Regions from separate parts of the Mus musculus genome. Here region 2 is linked to region 1. The links are chromatin contacts, called in public promoter capture Hi-C maps. All regions are on one chromosome and are shown on one strand. The core of a region is the stretch at or near the end of the contact, and the rest is flanking DNA. Distances in the headings are between cores, read along the strand shown.

The links. Capture Hi-C pulls out chosen DNA fragments and counts their contacts.
Region 2: a promoter capture Hi-C map of adipose tissue shows a contact between it and region 1. The contact joins two enhancer-like sites. A contact is called at or near these places in 1 of 15 datasets of contacts at CTCF or cohesin (CD8 T cells), 6 of 484 Hi-C or Micro-C datasets (B cells, bone marrow-derived macrophages, embryonic stem cells and 2 more), 10 of 115 datasets of contacts at active chromatin or transcription factors (bone marrow-derived macrophages, embryonic stem cells, kidney and 2 more) and 4 of 9 other capture datasets (adipose tissue, embryonic stem cells, liver and 1 more).

Annotation. Positions count from the first base shown.
Region 1 is chr3:97,822,541-97,825,686 of GRCm38.p6, reverse strand. Pde4dip (phosphodiesterase 4D interacting protein (myomegalin)) reads left to right here. Exons shown (of 47, transcript NM_001289701.1): 4 at 1,362-1,472. Among named protein-coding and RNA genes, the nearest start is that of Pde4dip, 65 kb to the left of the region's middle. Within about 2 kb of position 1,501, at least 141 of the 459 cell types and tissues checked have an H3K27ac peak or open chromatin away from gene starts, as enhancers often do. A contact at or near this core is called in adipose tissue, where this site is marked.
Region 2 is chr3:97,697,483-97,700,628 of GRCm38.p6, reverse strand. Pde4dip (phosphodiesterase 4D interacting protein (myomegalin)) reads left to right here. Exons shown (of 47, transcript NM_001289701.1): 39 at 645-834; 40 at 1,396-1,520. Among named protein-coding and RNA genes, the nearest start is that of Mir7225, 8.5 kb to the right of the region's middle. Within about 2 kb of position 1,413, at least 5 of the 459 cell types and tissues checked have an H3K27ac peak or open chromatin away from gene starts, as enhancers often do. A contact at or near this core is called in adipose tissue, where this site is marked.

The DNA of each region.
Region 1 (3,146 bases), core at 252-2,751:
GATGCTTGAAATATATATATATATATGTAATATATATATAATTTCTTTTATCTCAGATGTTAACTGATGTTAACTGTGATTTTTCCAACTTGGTATTACCAAATCAAAAACCTCTTTTGGGATCTGGGCTATGGGGCTGTCTCCCAGTCACCTTCAAAGTCCCATGTGATGTGATATAAATAACACTTCCTGCTAAGGTTGCAGCTGTCACTCAAGGATCTTAACTTGCTTTATGAGCAGGATCTGGTGATGATGGCCCAGCTCCATTAGGCAGGTGCAGGAGTTAGGAACCAGTGAGCGGCTGAAATCTTTGGCCTCCCAGATGGGGGTCGGGGGTGTTGCTGTCTCACACCGCCCCCCCCACCCAGCACTCCCACACTCCTTCCCCAGAGGGAGGACCCCTTGGGCTTCCCTCTCTTTGTTCACTGAAAAACAGTTTGTAGACGTCCCCCTCGGCTAAGATCCACCCTTTCTTTGCGGGTATGTGATATGTACGGGGAGCAGAGAGCACGGGAATAAAGACTGAAAACCTACAGCCCCGGGACTGAAAATGGCCAGGGAGAAAGACTGAAGACTCTGGCCTGGCGGGGCTGAGCTCTGGATCACTAAGGGAATTGGATGCCTCTCTGGTCGGTAGCACCTTAAGATTTACACCTGATTGACAGAGGCTGCTTGGCTCTGGTCACTTGTCTGTGGGCCATTTCGTGGACATGTACTCTTTCCACAGTTTCAGTCTGCACCCTGCATCTCCTCCCTCCCCACAGGCCACTGCCCTTCCAGTTCCCTCTTGCCTTTGCAACCCCAGTACCACCTTATCCACCCTCTTCCCGTTTCTGGGAAGGTTTTGAGGGGAGCTGCCAGGCCCTCTCTTTCCAAACAGTTGTTAACTGCCCCCTGGGGCTTGAGGCTGGGGGGGGGGTCGGGAGGAGGAAAAGGAGAGAGAGAGAGAGAGAGAGAGAGAGAGAGAGAGAGAGAGAGAGAGAGAGAGAGAGAGGCGGGGTAGGGGGGGGCGTAGTTTACAGCCCTGTCCTGACTTGGAGTCGGGTTACTGCCACTTGTGTCTGAGTTCACACAGCATGTTCCTCCGTCAGGGATTCCGCAAATATCTCCCCGAGGTAAAAAAAGAAAGTGCGTTGCGCTCCAGCACCCAGAGTCCAGAGCCCAGTCCCAGGTCCTGGAGCGCACTAACAGCGGCCATGTCGCCTTAGCCTCCGGGGTCCCACAACCTCAGCAGCATCCTAGCCTGCCCGCTCCATGCCGCGGCCAGGCTGCATTGTGTTCCTGGGGTGAAGGGGGCGATCGGGCATGCTCCTCCCCATGGGTCGCCCACCATGTCTAATGGATATCGCACTCTGTCCCAGCACCTCAATGACTTGAAGAAGGAGAACTTCAGCCTCAAGCTGCGCATCTACTTCCTGGAGGAGCGCATGCAACAGAAGTATGAAGTCAGCCGGGAGGATGTCTACAAGCGGGTGAGTGAGTCCAGCGCGCCTGGGACTGTTTGCCCGCGAGGGACAGGGCTTTGAATCTGGGTATTTCCCTGTGACCTCAGACAGGCCCATCCCCTCTCTGGGGCCGGCTTTCTTCCTCTTTTCAGTGATGCAGGAGGGGGCCACGCAAAGCCAGAGGCTCCAAACCCTGTTGCAACACACCTGAGCTAAGGTGTAGATCCTGTGTTTACCCCAGACTCTCACCTTTAAGGGCTGGGTGGGGAAGCCCAGAAATTTGCATGTTAAAATGAGCCTGGGGAAAGTGACTCAGGCCACCCATTCTCCTAAAGTCCTCTTCCAGCTCTGGGGCTTCGGAGGAAGTAAGGTCACGGTGTGGAGAAGCCACCAAGGAGATTTTTTTTCCTGAGAAATTCATGTTTTCATTTGAAGGTGGTCAGGCAAGATCCACGTTTGAAACAGAGTCTTAGACATTTTAGTCCTAGGATCTGTTTTCGGTAGAATGGAAAAAAGGGGTACCCATGGAACGGTGGAGGGAGGGAGGAGGGAGGAGGGAGCTCCTGTTAGGGAGGGCTGTCTTGATTGATGTGAGCCTGTTGGCAGAGCTGAGGGTGAGATGAGACTGCATGTTGGGAAGGGGACTTGGAGTCCTGATGGGTAACAAGGATTAAGTTTCTTGGCGGGTCACTACACTGATTTCCTCAAGCCTTTTGGGGTCTAAGCAAGAGGTCTGAAGTATGCGTGTGTCTAGTGTTGGTTGCCTCCGATTTTATTTCAGCTCCCAATAAATACCCACCTGTCTACACCAGAATGCTGCATGATCATTACCTTGATCTGTCTGAGAGGCTGGAGAGATTTAAGAGCCATTAGCATTCGGATCTGAAAAACAGCTGGGCTCTGTGAGACCGCACATGATTATCTGGCCAATTCAGTTAATATGGACTGCTGAATCTGAGAGGGGCGGTGGTGATATCCAAGTGACGTCTATGGTTATGATGTTCATTTAGTATGGACTGGTTGATTCTGGGGGTTTTAGTCTCTTTCCTTTTTTTCAGAATGTCCGGGTTCCCTTCTTACTCTCCCGGAGACCCCCTCCAACCTCCACGCCATCTTGTCCCTGGCTGTGTAGTGAATGTGTCTCCTTGGAAGCTACAAGAGATTCAGGGGACTTGATAGCTTGATAATGCAGATGGGGAAGGATGCATGGCTGTGCGGTCCTCGTGGTAGGAAGAGCGAACAGATTTCTTCACTGTATAGCAGGAGGAAGTCTTTCCGTGAACTGTTCCCAAACCTAGGCAGAAGGGGCAACTTCTAGATCCCTGGAGGGAAAGGACTGGTTTTCCCCAGTCAGGTGACAGGCTTGAATCATCTAGCCTCGTTCTCTGCTCTGTACAGGCTAAGGAGAAATGATTCTTCAGGAATCCTCTGGGTGGGATGAAAGAGGGTACCATCTGTCTTCTGGAAAAGCATGATTGACTAGATTATGATGGCTGCCACAGGGTATGGGCAGGGAGTCACAACACAAAGTCACTGATAGTGAGGACAATCCTCTCGCTGAATCCATCTTGCTGGTGGATCCCATGCAGGTAACTATGACCTATCTCTACTTGGTCTTATGAGGACAGAGTGGACAGGCAACCCCCATTGTTTCATGTGGTTCCAGCAACCTAAAAGCACTGTGTTTCCTTTATTTTCATT
Region 2 (3,146 bases), core at 164-2,663, 120 kb after region 1:
TATTTCTAAGGAAACTCCTTAGTACTTTTGTACTAAGTCAGTTCAGAAAGACATGAGAGGCAGGGCCCTTGCTGGAGGATGACTAAGACTGCTGGATGAGGGCAAGGCAGAGAAATTAATCTACCAGTGCATGCTGGGACAGAGGAGGGCAGCCTCACAGATAGGAAATAGTAAGAGTTCCAAATGAACACAGTTATACCCAAGGACTGGCCTTATATAAAGAGTCCCTACAGATCATCTTTAAGAAGTTTTGACCAGAGAGGTATCACATGGCCAGAAAACACCAGCTGTCCACATTTTCAAAAGAATTGAAAAAGAATATGTTCTAAAAACCACAAACAAGAAATCAGTGCTGGTCTTTGATAAGACTGGAGGTGTACAGTTGAATAGCTGCCCACGAACACCTAGAAAACGCTGAGCTTCGGGAACTCGCTGTCTCCTCTAAGAGCTAGGGCAGGTGTTCTTAAATGGAGGGTCAGATACCACAAACACCACTGCCACCCAAGCCCCAGTACGTAGGGTCCACTAAGCCAGACTGCTCGGCCACACGGGACCTTCCTTCCCCTGGCCTCACGTGTGCTTGGGTTTGTCTTTCTCATGGGCTTCAGGCCATGACATAAATACCCCTGTGTCCCGCTCATCAGGACACTCCCAGGAAGTGGATCACCTGCGGGAGGCTCTGCTCTCCTCCAGATCCCAGCTTCAGGAGCTGGAGAAGGAGCTGGAGCAGCAGAAGGCTGAGCGGCAGCAGCTCCTGGAAGACTTGCAGGAGAAGCAGGATGAGATCGTGCAGTTCCGAGAGGAGAGGCTGTCGCTCCAGGAAAACAACTCCAGGTAGGCAGGGCCTTGATATGGAATGGCCCGGCTTCTCAGTGCAGAAGGGATATTGACAAATCAGTAGTTTCCTCCTTTGGGAACTTCAGTTCCTTCTTTACTCTTCTGCCTCACTGGTCACTTGGAGCAAAAGGAAGACTCTATTTGAGACACACACACAAAAAGAGAGAATAGTGTTTTTATAGTATGAAGTAGAGTGATAAAATCCTATTACAGAGGTTTCCATCTGTCAGAGACTGGCAGGAGAGCAGTCCCACCCTTCTCACTAGATGCATGACATCACTCTTGCCATAAACTGCAAGTTGTTATCCCAGTGGAAGCCCTGCATCTTTCTGTCAATGTGGAGAGCACTGTGGGGCAGAGAGGGGCTTGTAGTGTGCTTACACTGCTGCCTGCACACAGAGCTAGTGTTCCAACTTCAGGCTAACTAACTTTACCTGCCCCAGAGTCTGCCAAATGAATGTGATGGCCAGGCCATCCTACCAGGCCAACTGAGGCAAAGGTTGGCTCGAGGCTCATTTCTCCCACTTGGCTCAGTAAACCCTTGCCTCTCCTTGGCAGGCTGCAGCACAAGCTGGCCCTCCTGCAACAACAGTGCGAAGAGAAACAGCAGCTCTCCCTGTCCCTGCAGTCAGAGCTCCAGATCTACGAGTCCCTCTGTGAAAATCCCAAGAAGGCCTTGAAAGGTATGAGCCCCCATTCTCACCAAAGCCCAAGGGTTGACATGAGCAGATCAAGCCTGGGTACCCTTAAGGACAGACTGAAAGATCACTTCACCCACTTAATAAAAAAAAGCAACTTAATCAGGAGCAAGATTATAGCATGGTTTATATAAAGAAATACCCTAGGGCTGTCACCATCTGAAAGGATCCTTACCTGTGCTGAAGGACAGACCATGACAGCCCATACCATCAGCATCTATCCCGCCTCCCTTCCCCAAGTGGAGAAACCGACTCAAAACCAAAAGAAAGGAGAGGTAAGAAGTCAGGGCAGTGGGAAGGGAGGCTGCTGCCACATAGAAAGCCTAAAATTCAAGACCAGAGTTTACTTTCCAGGAAGACGGCTCCAGAGTTTTAAGATGCTGAGTCTATGGAACATACTAGAGTCAGGACTTAGGAGACCTCCAGTCTGGGAAGAATTTTGGATAAATGTAGCAGTGTTTTTAGATCAAGAGACAAGGTCCTACTGTGGAGATAAAGGACAGCAATAGCCATGCTAATTCAGAAGGGGGATAGCAAATAAGGCCCCAGCCCTGGGCAGAGGACCACAGGCCCTAGGGAAGAGTGCATCACCTGGTTATCCACCATCAAATGCTCAGCCCAGAAAACACAGGAGTGACATTATAGGGACTGAGCAGGTGTGTGTGTGTGTGTGTGTGTGTGTGTGTGTGTGAAACAATTAGGCCATGAGCTGGAAGGGGGTGGTTATATGGTTGAAAGGGAAGGGTGAAATGATATAATTTCAAAAAAATTTAAAATTGTGATAAGAGATATGGTACAACTGGAAGATAAGGGCAATGAATGCTGGGAATATTTTTTTCAAAAAACAGTCAAAAGTTAGTGAGAACTTGGAATGAGAGGAAGAGAAAACACACTAGAACCTTCATCCATGAAGCTGCTTCATCATGACCACCCTTCCCCTGCACCACACACACACACACACACACACACACACACACACACACACACACACACACTGGGTTTGTGTATCCTTTTCATGCTGTGTTCTGTTAGTGCATGGGCCTTCCTGAGTTCATTTCAAACCAATTACTACTAATTCTTCATTTGAATTCCAAAATCCAGCAAGGTAGCTAAAGCTGCAGGCTTTTCCTGTACTCATTTGATGACAAAGCATTCCTGAAGAGGTGGGAGGACAGCCAGTCTCTGTCTGCTTAGACTGTCCACGTAGCCGGTGACAAAAATAATTATGTGTTGGGCTAAGGCCTGAGGGCTGAGGGCAGCTGCGCCCTGCAGGTAGTTGGAGGTATAGATAAAGTCTTGGTAAAATCCAAAACTAATTCTGCCCTTCAAAATATAAGTGGCTCTCAGGTTGGACTGTTGATTAGATCTTTTTATCCTTCCATATCAAATGCGTGTGGTAAGTGGTGAAGAGAAATTGAAACTTCACTTAGGAATGTTGAGCCCAGGTCTAAGACCTGACTGACTTCCCGTGTTTTGTCCCCAGAAGCCCCACGTGTTCGGATTATCCTCCCTGCATATGGAATCCGTCAGTTGTCCTCCCTCGACCTTCACTCCTTTTTCGTTCAGTGCTGACCTGCTTTCTAGCCTGCAGTACAAAGTTTAACAGGGAGA